3 separate regions of the Rattus norvegicus genome follow, and all the other regions are linked to region 2. Evidence: chromatin contacts called from public Hi-C data. All regions are on one chromosome and are shown on one strand. The core of a region is the stretch at or near the end of the contact, and the rest is flanking DNA. Distances in the headings are between cores, read along the strand shown. Region 1 holds the start of Ppil2 (peptidylprolyl isomerase like 2). Region 2 holds the start of Tmem191c (transmembrane protein 191C). Region 3 holds the start of Sdf2l1 (stromal cell-derived factor 2-like 1).

Evidence for each region. A called contact is a pair of places that touch in the nucleus more often than the background predicts.
Region 1: a Hi-C map of frontal cortex shows a contact between it and region 2, with 2.4 times the contacts expected there. The contact joins the promoter of Ppil2 here to the promoter of Tmem191c in region 2. A contact is called at or near these places in 2 of 12 Hi-C or Micro-C datasets (the A7r5 cell line and frontal cortex).
Region 3: a Hi-C map of Schwann cells shows a contact between it and region 2, with 5 times the contacts expected there. The contact joins the promoter of Sdf2l1 here to the promoter of Tmem191c in region 2. A contact is called at or near these places in 11 of 12 Hi-C or Micro-C datasets (the A7r5 cell line, the Rat2 cell line, Schwann cells and 6 more).

The regions. Positions count from the first base shown.
Region 1 is chr11:97,399,543-97,403,260 of GRCr8, reverse strand. Ppil2 (peptidylprolyl isomerase like 2) reads right to left here and starts at 1,277. Exons shown (of 20, transcript NM_001017383.1): 1 at 1,202-1,277. The coding sequence starts at 1,233. 2610318N02Rikl (RIKEN cDNA 2610318N02 gene like) reads right to left here. Exons shown (of 7, transcript NM_001077666.1): 7 at 3,169-3,718.
Region 2 is chr11:97,230,883-97,234,836 of GRCr8, reverse strand. Tmem191c (transmembrane protein 191C) reads left to right here and starts at 2,356. Exons shown (of 11, transcript XM_063270949.1): 1 at 2,356-2,383; 2 at 2,528-2,730; 3 at 2,884-3,007; 4 at 3,087-3,137; 5 at 3,212-3,289; 6 at 3,442-3,498; 7 at 3,582-3,641; 8 at 3,771-3,835; 9 at 3,914-3,954. The coding sequence starts at 2,357. It also overlaps a transcript of Pi4ka not described here.
Region 3 is chr11:97,374,140-97,378,141 of GRCr8, reverse strand. Sdf2l1 (stromal cell-derived factor 2-like 1) reads right to left here and starts at 1,264. Exons shown (of 3, transcript NM_001109433.1): 1 at 1,027-1,264; 2 at 500-696. The coding sequence starts at 1,210.

The DNA of each region.
Region 1 (3,718 bases), core at 28-2,527, 170 kb before region 2:
AAATAACTTATGACAGAACTCCCACTCACTTAGCAAAGACACATTAAACACCTGCATTGACACTGCGCATAGAAGCACAAGAGTCGGAAGGATAAAGAGACATCAACTTGTCCAGAAGGAAATAAACTGGATTTATAGCCTCTCTGACAGGGGGAAAGCACTAGGCATACAAAGACCTGGGGAGGGAAGCCCTTTACAGGAGTCTTTCTTACTGAGACTGGGGCAGGACAAGCTGAATGTGTTCCAGAAAGGAGATAGCAGAGGAGAGTGTGGTGAGGTACATAGGAGCAGACAGACGGAATCAAGGCACTGGCCAAATCACAAACGAGTCCATGATCAAGTCTAAGTGCGATGGGAAGCTGGTGGGTGGGTTTGAGCAGGATCCGGACATGATCTAACATGGCTCCAGTTGCTCTGTGTATGCTTCTACTACGTTAGGATGAGAATTGTCTTCAGTCTATACCTAGTAAATCAGGGACCCTCTATGTAACCACTGGGCTAGGATAGGAATAGGGCATGTCCTATGGCAGGCTTAGGTGTGAAAATTACCGAGTTCCCTTTTAGTATACCAGTTTTGAGAAAGCTGTAAGTTTTCCAAGTGGAGAAAAAGCTGCTGACTTAGAGCAAGAGAGACTATCAGAACAGATCCACCACAGAGATGAGGGAGAGAAGGGGGGGGAAGCCCTGCAAAGAGGGATGAAACAGAGATCTTGCGCAGATAAAAATACAACGTGCATGTAAGATCCCACCAAAGGCTTTGGAAAGGGAAGAAGACCCAGGGCTGAAAAGCCGGATACTAGATCCGGCAATACTGAAGTCAAAGGTATCCTTGCAAGCAGTTGGGGGCGGGGAGCATCCGACTATAACTAGCTTGAAAAGAGAGCAGAAAACAGAAAGTACAGTAGCAAATGGGAGGGGAACATGAAGCACGGCCTGCAAGTCTTCAACTAGAAGGCTGTTGCTTGTGTGTAGGCTGACAGGCTCGAGCCAGGACGAAGCGGACCTGGCTGTGCATGGTAGACAACCAACTCGGAGGCAAAAAAGGAAGCGGTAGGGGAAAAGCCCAGAAGTTAGTCCGGCCGCAGAACGCCTTGGCCCGCACAGGCTGCGGTGAGGGACGATACCGCGCCTGTGAGAGATGAGGCTTTTTAGAACCTTCAGCACCTCGACGAGATGAGACAAGAGACGCGGGCCGACTTACATCTTGTCCTTCTGGTGCTGTCGCTTCCCCATGGTGGCGACGAACCGAGATCACAGCAGACACTCAGGCTCTAGCGCCTCCGCTTTCTCAACTACTTCCGGAATTCGACGCGCCAGGCACCGGAAGTTAGAATTGGGCATTCTGGGAATTGTGGTTTCCAGGTTCCTAGGGTACATGCTGGATGCTGGTTTTGAGCTAGTCTGAGGCTTGCTGCCTTTGAGTAGAGTCTGCTTTTCCTGTCTCCCACCAAACTGCGTTGGCCTCCCCCAAGCCCTCGAAAACGTATCTGTACACTGTCTGGCTACTTGTTCAGTCCATACTATGCTAGACAGACTCGCTCAGACATGACTTCCTCTGTATTTAAGGCCTTCAACCTTTTACACCTTCTTCTCCAAAGCCATGTCCATCTTTTTCTCTCAACTCATTTCAAGTCTCAACTCTTTTTCTCTCATTCGGTCCCCACGCGGGCCAATCAGCTAGCAGGTGACCAAGTCCTCCCTACTCCTTCTATGTCCAGATTCTTAGTCTGAGTCTCTTGACCCGGGAGAGTATCCCAAGTTTCCTTTTTTAAATCTTGTGTGTGGTCAAGTAGGTGCCATGCCACAAGCATGGAGTTCAGAGGACAAGTCAGGAGTTTGTTCTCCTTGCCAGACTTGTACAACTTTTATTTGCTAAGGCATCTCTCCAGCCTTTATTGTTGTTTTGTGTACATTGGTGCTTTACCTGCATGTATGTCTGTGTGAGGATGTTAGATCCCCCGGAACTGGAATTACAAATGGTTACGAGTTGCCACGTGGGTGCCAGGAATTGAACCCAGGTCCTTTGGAAGAGCAGCCATGGAGTCATCTCTCCAGCCCACTAAGTTCATAAATAACATTCTACCAAAGCCAAGTCACCGGCAGTTGGATAAGCACATGAAAAGTTCTTGTCTACATATCTGATCAAAGAATTCTCAATCTCTCTGTCACCTGTTCCAAATCTCCACTTTGATACTAAATGATATGTCCTACACCCTAACCCTGACTTCCTGATAAGATCTTCAACCAAACAATCCAGTCCCTAGGGCTGGAGAGATGGCTCAGTGGTTAAAAGTACTGACTGCTCATCCAGAGGTCCTGAGTTCAATTCCTGGCAACCACATGGTGGCTCACAGCCATCTGTAATGGGATCCTATGCCCTCTTCTGGTGTGTCTGAGGACAGCAACAGTGAACTCATACATAAAATAATCTTAAAAACAAACAAAAACAAACAAACAACAAAAAACAAACCCTAGCCTTACAAGTTTTGGGATATTAAAAAAAATTCTCCTGTGTTTGAGACTATCTCTCAAACCCCACTTTAGGGAAATAACCCTGTCTAACTGAAAATAAAGCTTGCTTAATTCAACCAAAAAATGTGGGTCAGGGGTTGGGGATTTAGCTCAGTGGTAGAGCGCTTGCCTAGCAAGCACAAGGCCCTGGGTTCTGTCCCCAGCTCCGAAAAAAAAAAAAGAAAAAAAAATGCGGGTCAATGGTCTTACTCTCATTTAGTAGGATTAATGAGGACCACCATCCATCCAGGTAAGCAAAGCCAGTCAGTCATCTGTGTCTTATTTCATGGCTTCTGCCTTCTAAATAAATCTCACCTCAGAAGATCTTTTAGCACACATGGTGGTGTACACCTTTAACTACAACAATTAGGAGGCAGAAGCAAGCAAATCTCTATGAGTTCGAGGACAGCCTGGTCTATAGTGAGTAGAGACCCTGTCTCAAAAACAAAACAAAACAAAACTGAACACAACACAACTACCAGCACTTGGGAGGCAGAGGCTGGTAGATCTCCGTAAGTTCAAGTCCTGCCTGTCTACATAGCAAGTTACAGGCCAACCAAGAACATACAGTGAGACCAAAAAGAGAAAAAAAAAATCTTTCTTGGCCACCCTGCTCACCTCTCTCATAGTTTATCACAATTTATAATCACATAGTAATTTTGCTTATGTTCTGATTTTTATTATCTACAGTTCCAAGTGAGGTATGGTCAGCCATGACTCAATCTGTATATCCACTAATGTCCAGGAATGATTGACATCTTACGTGGAGAAAGGTTCTCAGGCCAGCATATGGGGTGACGATGAGAATCATATTTTTGAAACTCAGGCAAGTACCAAGCTGTAAACTGACTGACAAACTCATTTTCCCTCCAGGTAAAAACACCCACCAAACTAGGCTTGTGTTTGGAGATACTACACTTGTAACTCAGGGAAAATGAAGCCCCGAGGTTCTGAATCACTGAAAGGGAGAACAGAATTTCTCATCCCATTCTATCAAGCATGACGGAATAGCTTGTTACAGTGCAAATGAGGGGCCATCGCAAGGTACTGATCTAAACACACACTGCCCATATCTGAGGGGATGAGGTTTGAAATAGGGTTTTTCTATAGAGTCCAGGCTATCCTTGAACTCTCTATAGTCCAGGTGAAAAACAGAGAGAACGTACAACTGTGGGAAGCTCAACACCAGGATGAACTTTACTCAGTC
Region 2 (3,954 bases), core at 1,107-3,606:
AGCTATTATCTTCAAAGGCTGGCCCAAGGAGACTTAGATCCCGGATCACAGAGGGGCACCTGACAGGGTTATTGCTGATGAGATGGGAATGCAAAGTTAATGGTGGTGCTTAGTCTCAATCGCACACGATAGAGTGTGTGTGTGTGTGTGTGTTCTCGAATGCGCACACATTGCAACTGTGTGGATGCCCACCAAGGTCACACATTCCACACATCAGCCTGGCTCGTTGCTACTGTTAGCTCTTGGTATCTATAAATGAAGGGTTTGTGTGTCCAGAGCCTCCACAGCAAATGTTGACAGCAGGTAAGAGTTTTCAGGATGGGGAGGTTTCTTTCCTTCCCATGCCCTAAATTCACTTCTCTGTCTTGCCCCAGTGGCCACGTTTTTGTGTAATCCAGTGCTTTTCTTCCGTCCATTTTTAGCCAGGGATGGTGGTACAAATCTTTGGACACAAAGACAAGATTGACACAATTTGGAGGCCAACCTGGGCTAGAGGGTAGCCAAGGTTACTTAGCAAGAACCTCATTTTTTGTTTTATTTTAAAAGCAACACATTTGACCATAGGATAAAGGCCAGCCCGAGAGGTGCGTCCCGTGATCTCAGTGCTCAGCAGTGGAGATAGAGAGTAAGGGACCCCAAGCCATCCTTGGCTACACAGTTGAGTTTCAGGCCAGTATGAGCAACATGAGACAATGTCTCCAAGGTAATAAAAGAAAACAAAATCAAACAAAAGAAAAAAGAACCCTAGATTAGCAAACCTCGGTAAGTATTGAGGCTGCAGGTGTGCTGGGTGGATGGTGAAGGGAGCCGGTCAAAGGCTGAGGGGAGGAAAGGAAAGCAGAGTGGGCGCGGCTGAGGGAGTCTCCTGGGAACTCCCTGTGAAAAGAAAGGGCACAGAGAAGGAAGCTTAGAGGTACAAGTCTCAGAGGGAGAAGACTTGTCTGGGAGGCTTGCCTCCATCCCCAGCAAATACAAAATTCAAATGTTCAACACTTTCTCCCAAGTTACTGGGGCCAGAAGGGTTTCAGGGACCTGGAGCTTTGAACTCTTTGTATAGATGAGACGAGGCAGCACTGGCGTCTGGAAAGCTGAGTGGTGCTGTCAGCAATGAAGAGTCCCAGCTATCAAACCCCACAGCCCTTCCTATAATAACTGATGGCTTTGTGTGTGATACTGGGAATTGACCCTCGTGTGTGCAGGGATTCTACTGACCAATATCCCAGCTCACTCGTAACAAAAAAGTAATAAATAAGTCAACTCACTGGGTTCTTTTTTGCGGGGCTGGGTTGTTGTTTGAGACAAAGTCTCACTATGTAGCACAGGTTGGCTTCGAATTTGCGGTGGGATTCCTGCCTCAGCCTCCCTAATGAAGAAGCTCGGGAAAGCATATCCTCCAAATTATGAAATATCCCCCCCCCCCCCCCCCCCCGGAGCTAGGGACCGAACCCAGGGCCTTGCGCTAGCTAGGCAAGCGCTCTACTGCTGAGCTAAACCCCTAGATTAGCTTCTTAAACTCTCTAGAGAGATTATAACACCATGGCATGTGAAAAGTCACAGTGTGTGGTTAAGAGTACTTGCTGCGGGCTGGAGAGATGGCTCAGTGGTTAAGAGCACCCGACTGCTCTTCCAGAGGTCCTGAGTTCAAATCCCAACAACCACATGGTGACCCACAACCATCTGTAAGGGATCTGATGCCCTCTTCTGGTGTGTCTGAAGACAGCTACAGTGTACTCATATATAATAAATGAATAAATAAATTAAAAAAAGAGTACTTGCTGCTCTTCCAGAGGGATGACTTTAGTTTCCCTAATCCACATAGCTGGATTACAACTATTCCAGCCTCAAGGGATCTGATGTCCTCCTGAGGCAGGCACACAGAAAAAAGAGAACGTCACACCTGTGGAGCACCCAGTCGCCCTTCACCTACTCAGCCCGACGCTGTACTAGGGGAAAGTCCAGCTACTGAGATCATACCAAAGTTATGATCATTGCAACACAAGCAGGAGAAAAAAATTAAATCTTAATTTTAAACTTTTTTTCTCAAAATTTTAGCACTTCCTGCTTGGTCACTCAAAATCTAAGGTGAGGCGCACCTGATTTAGCCTGTAATTACAGTTACTGTGGTAACTGTGATAGTTCAACTGTCCTCGTTTTTTTTTCTGAGTTAGGGTCTTCTTGTTATACAGCTAGGCTGACCTTGAACTCTAGGTGATCTTACCGCAGCCTCTGGTATTCTGGGATCACAAGGCATGAACCATCAAGTACAGCCTTTCTTTAGAACATTAGTAACTTTTTACCAATCAGATTGGGACTGTGATATTTTTACTGTTTTTTTTTTTTTTTGAGACAGATTCCCATGTGGCTTTGGCTAGCTTCAAACAAGGTATGTAGCAAAGGATGACCTTGAATTCCTGATCTCCATGTCCCCTACACCCCGAGGAGATAGAATTATAGATGTGGGCAAATTGGTAAAGTGTGATCCGCCTCAGTCGGGCTCCGGCGCCCCCTGGTGCCTATTGTGACGCAGGCCACCAGGGCATCCAGGCAGCGGAGGTCCTGGCAGAGCGCTGGGGCCATGGCTGAGCCGCAGGAGCAGCTGCTGCAGCTGCAGAAGGACAACCGCGATGGCCGCCTGCGGAAGCAGGAGCTGGAGGAGCTGGTGCGTGGGCTGGAAGCCGAGAGCGAGAGCCTCACCGGGCGCTTGGACGAGCTGCGGGAGCGAGAGCGCAGGTGCGAGGGCACCGGGACCCCGGGGCAGGCTTGTTGGCAGCCTTCGTTCCAGGCAGTGGGGCTTCAGTCTAGAACTCTCAGGCTGGTGGTGGCTCCATCCCAAAAGATCCTGAGCTCTGGTTTCACCCCAGACCAATTTTCCCTGCCGTGTAGCCTGCAGCGAAGACGAAGTCAAACATCCCGAGCTATTCGAGGGGAGGCACGAGAGGCGGCGCGGGAGCGTGCGGAACGGGCTCGTGGGCTGCTGGAGGCTGCGGAGCAGCACCGGCAGGACCTGGTGCGGGCAAGCGGGAGAGGTGGGGCCCGGGGTGGCTAGGCTGGAGGAGAGGCCTAGACAGCCTGGACCCTGTCTTCAGGAGCAACACAATCGGAAGCTGCAGGAACAGTGGGAGGAACTGTCCAGCCAGGTACGTGCGCTGTCTCAGGTCACGTACGCGTCCCCAAGTCCCTTGAGTCAGGTTCTCATGAGTTTGGTCCCCAGCTTTTCTACTATGGAGGGGAACAGCTGAGTCAACAGCGAGCAGAGCAGCAACTCGGAACTCAGCTTGTGGCGCTGCAGGTACTTGGGTGGGACCAGGGCGGGGCTGTGGGCGGAGCATGGCTGTGGGCAGAGCTGCGCGCACACGTGGGCAGAGTATGGGCCTTGAAGGCCAGGGACCGAGCGGTGTGCGAGGCCTGCAGGTTCTTGACATCACTTGAATCCTCCGGAAGAAACATCTGGAGCTGGCGGAGGCCAAATTCAGCATGCAGGCCGAGGACCTGCGGCAGGTACGTCTGGCGCTGGACTCTCAGGGGAGGGCGTGTGGGGAGGGCTTGTCCTCGCGACGCTCATACCAATCCCTGGCTTCTAGGGTACGCAGCGGACAGAAGAGGCCTGGGCCAGCTTCCAGGAGCAGAGTGGAGTCCTGCAGGTGCGGCCTCTCTATTCTGACAGCCATTCTCTTCCAAATGTCCTGTGGCCTCCACCCTTTTTTCTTTACTCCCTGACTCGAGACATAGCTCACCCTCTGCCCTGAGTCCCTGTTGCCATCATCCTTCAGGAGCTGCAGGGGAAGGTGATGGAAGCAGCAGCTGCGCTGGAGGCTACGCGCAGTGGCTCGGAACCGTAAGGACTGAAACTTGAAGGGCATCGGTAGGCGCTAGGCCCGGCCTGGTGGAACTCACAGCTTCGCCTGTCTTGTAGGTGGAACTCACAGCCTCGTCGAGTGCAGGACTGCTCGGGCT
Region 3 (4,002 bases), core at 15-2,514, 140 kb before region 2:
TAGAGCCTCTTGTATCAGTCGTGTAGTGCCCACTGGCCTTATACCCAAGTTCCCAGGCTAATGGCCAAGTTCCCTATCTCCAATATTTCCCCCTGAAACTCCCCCAAAGCACTGTCAGGTTCTCCCCATAACCCTACCAGACCAGCTGCAATGGGGCCTATGTTTTAGCAGGAGTAGGGATAAGCTCTCACTTCTCTTTCAGACCCAACCTGAGTTTCTCCTTCCTGCAGTTTCCTATTCTTTGCTGTGTGGGTCCCCCTACATGTCCAAATAGGAACTCATCGCACTGACTTCTCTCAATGCTTCTCCTAACTCGGTAGGGGAAGTTCCTTGGGACAGGACCCAGAGCAGAAGCTCTATAAACTTCCGTATATGAACTCCCAATTCACAGTAGCTGAGACTGAATCCCTCCCCCTACATCTCTCCGGCACACCTCCCTCCCGCTGTCATTTGAGTCCCTGCCCTGCGCAGCTTTGGAGGGGTTCGGAACAGGGCTTGCCTGGTTGTTGGATAGCGGTGACGGGAAGTGGTGCGTGTGCAGGTTCTTGCCGGTGAGCACGTGCGTGAGCCGCACTGCCTGCCCACAGCGCACTGGGAGCCCGCGCGGGCACCCACCCTCGGAGCCGCCGCGAATCCGCCAGTAACTATTGGCATCGTCGGACGCCTCCACGCCGGTTACCGACTGTTGGCCGCTGCCTGAAGAGGGACAGCCCACCCCACCCGTAGTTTCTAGTTAATCACAAACCTCCAGACCCTCGACTTGAACACTAAAAAGTTTTCCCCACAGCCCCTTACCACTCCAGGATCCGAAGGGCTCACCCTACCCCAGGCCGGACCCTAAGTGGTGGATACCCCCCACACCGCGCGCGCGCGCGCAACCTCACTCCCCGCGGCTTCTCTGTCAAGACCCAAAAGCCCGTCTAGACTCGCAACCCCTCGGCTCCCTAACAACCCACAGACCCCGCTAGAACCACCTGATCTTTAAGCCTCCGCCCCCTGGCGGTCCCAGTCACCACCCCTGCGCACCGGATCCGTATTTGATGTCATGTGAGTGCAGCCGCACTCTGTGGTGGGTGTTGAGTAGCTTCAGCACTGACCCGCAGGTCACTAGCCCGGCGCTGGCCTTCGACGCGCCACCGCTCCGCACCGAGAGCGCCAGCAGCAGCCCCAGCAGCGTCAGACCCGCTAACCCGCGGCTCGCGCCCAACATCGTGCCGGCCGGCCGGGTTCCAGTTGCTTTGGACCTCGGCGCTTCCGTCCTCAACAGCAGCCAATCCGGCGTTGACAGCGCCCTCCCTCGGCAGCCAATCGTCTGCGCGCGCGCGTTCCTCCTGCACTACTATTGGATCATGTGCAGCAGCCCCACCCCCAGCTTCCAAGGCGGTAGCTGGGAGGGGGCCGGAGACAGCAGGAGGATTTTAACTGGTCCACGCTTCCAAGGACCTGCCAATAAAGCAGTGGCTGAGGCGACCGTCCCCCAGAGGTTGGTTGCCTCTAGTCCCCGTTAGAGATTCTCGGGTGTAGTAGGTACGGGAACCCCTTTGACCCTGGACCCCTACACTTGAGTCGCGTGTCCCTCCTCTCAGAACCCTGGGTAAAGCTACAGACTCTGTGTGAATCACGAGATTTTGTGGTCTCAAAGTGGACAAATAACAAAGTTATTTAAAATCTCCTGGCTCCATGCTTTCTGAATTCTCTTAGCCAAGCAGCTTCTTGAGTCATTTAGTGGCAGAATCCTAAGGTTGCTGGATAAGATAACTGTGAGCCCTCATACATACATACATACATACATACATACATACATACATACACATACATACTTACTACATACACGTACTTACCCACATTCACTCCCTATCTATCTATCTGTCTATCTTTCTCTAGCCAGCCAGCCAGCCACCTAGATGTTAGGTATTCACAAAGGAACTGCCCCTCCAGGCTACATTACTAAGAAGCTGATGATATGTACTTAGGCCACTAGTTACCCACTAAAGTTTATGTTTCAGCTGCAGATGTAGCTCAGCTGACTGAGTGCTTGTCCAGTAAGTGCAAATCCCTGGGTTTGATCATTAGCAAGTCAACCCTCAAGTAGTAGAGGCAGGAAGTTCAAGTCTGAGGTCATCCTCTCTGGAAGGGTGACAGGCAGATCTCAGGTTTCTAAGTAAGCTGTGTCAGAATTGTTAGAATCAAAATAGAATCATTTGTCAAGGCTTTAACCCAAACTAATGTGTTAGGTATGAGGCTGAGAAGGAGGGGGTCCTTGTGCAGGTATGTCTGACAAGAGTAACTTACAGAAGGCTCAGCCAGAAAGACAGCCTTTCACGAAGGCCACCCCAGACTCACAGGAAATCTCTCTGTAAGTACACCTGCCTAGAAACCACCTGCTTTCTGTGGCTGTTGTAAAACACTCAAGCATGGAGGAAGGGCCACTTACAGCTTGCCCGCTTCTTCGTGTGCTCAGATCTTTGTTTTATTTATGTATTTTTCAAGATAGGGTTTCTCTCTGTTTTCTCTCAGGGTCCCAGCTATGGTTGTCCTGGAACTTGCTCTGTAGACTAGGCTGGCCTTGAACCCAAAGATCTTCCTGCCTCTGTCTCCTGAGGGCGAATCCCCACATCAGGTTTCAGTTAGCTTTCTTGGTTCACTGTTGCTTTGTTGGGGTTTTTGGTTTCGTTTGTTTGTTTGTCTTTGAAACAAAGATACACTATGCCGCCCCAGCTGTTCTGGAACTCACTCTGTAGAACTCACAAAAATCTGCCTGCCTCAGCTTCCCAAGTACTAGAACTAAAGATATTCCTCCATTTACCACTATATGCCCAGTCAGCTTTCTTTCTTTTTTTAAAAAATCATTTATTTATTTATTACATATGAGTACACTGTAGCTGTCTTCAGACACACTAGAAGAGGGCATCAGATCCCATTACAGATGGTTGTGAGCCACCACGTGGTTTCTGGGATTTGACCTTGAAAGACCAGCGGGGTGGGGAAGACCCCCCACTCAAATCTTGAGATGACACAACCCCCAAGAACTCACGAGAAATCGGTCTTGATGTAATGAACAAGAGGTGTATTTGAGGAACCAGAGCTCTGGGGACGACACCTATCTCACACAGGAGACAGAGGAGTCGACCCGGAGCCCAATTTGGGGAAAGTATTTATAGGGAAAATTACATAGGTAGTTGGCAACAGTTACACAAAGCAAAGCAATTTCACTGGTTTGTTTACATTGGAGCACATGATCTAGCTTGGGCTCAGTCCAACTCCAGGCCACCCTGCTTCTGGGGCAAGCTGACCCCAACTCTTTTTCCTCAGGACTGGTAAGTCAGGCCTTATTGAGGCCAGGTGGTCTACGGCTAGGCTACTTCCCCATAACATGTGATGTTATTCTTTTGTGAGGTGCACTGGCCCTCACAGCAGGGGTAGTGGGGGATAGTTTAAAAATCTTTATTCTTTGAAATGCAGGACCTCTGGAGGAGCAGTCAGTGCTCTTAACCACTGAGCCATCTCTCCAGCCCAGCCTGGTCAGCTTTCTTATACAACCCAGGACTACCTGCCCAGGGCTGGTCCCTCCTACATCCATTAGGAATCAGGAAAATTCCACAGGCCCATGATGTGAGGTGGTCCCTCAGCTGAGCGTCTCTCTTCAGGTTCATATTCAAGAGCCTCATACTCCCTGTTTGAGCTCAGACTGGTGAAAGACCTCCGGAGAGGACCTTTCCCTCAGGAGGAGACCCCAAGCGCCCAATGACCAAGCCGAGGCCACTCAGATGCAATCAGCAAGAGGGTTTATTGGAAAACACAGGTACCTGCGGGCACACAGTCTCTTCGGAGGACTTGCGCGCCCAGCAGCTCCAGCATGGGCCTTTTATAGGGTTTGGGGAAGCAGAAGCGGGCGTACAGAAGCAGATGCATAGTTACGGGGATTGGTGGATTTAAACGAGGCATATAGACATGTTCACATATGATTGGTTATTTCACATGATGAGGTAATAAGGTATAGCT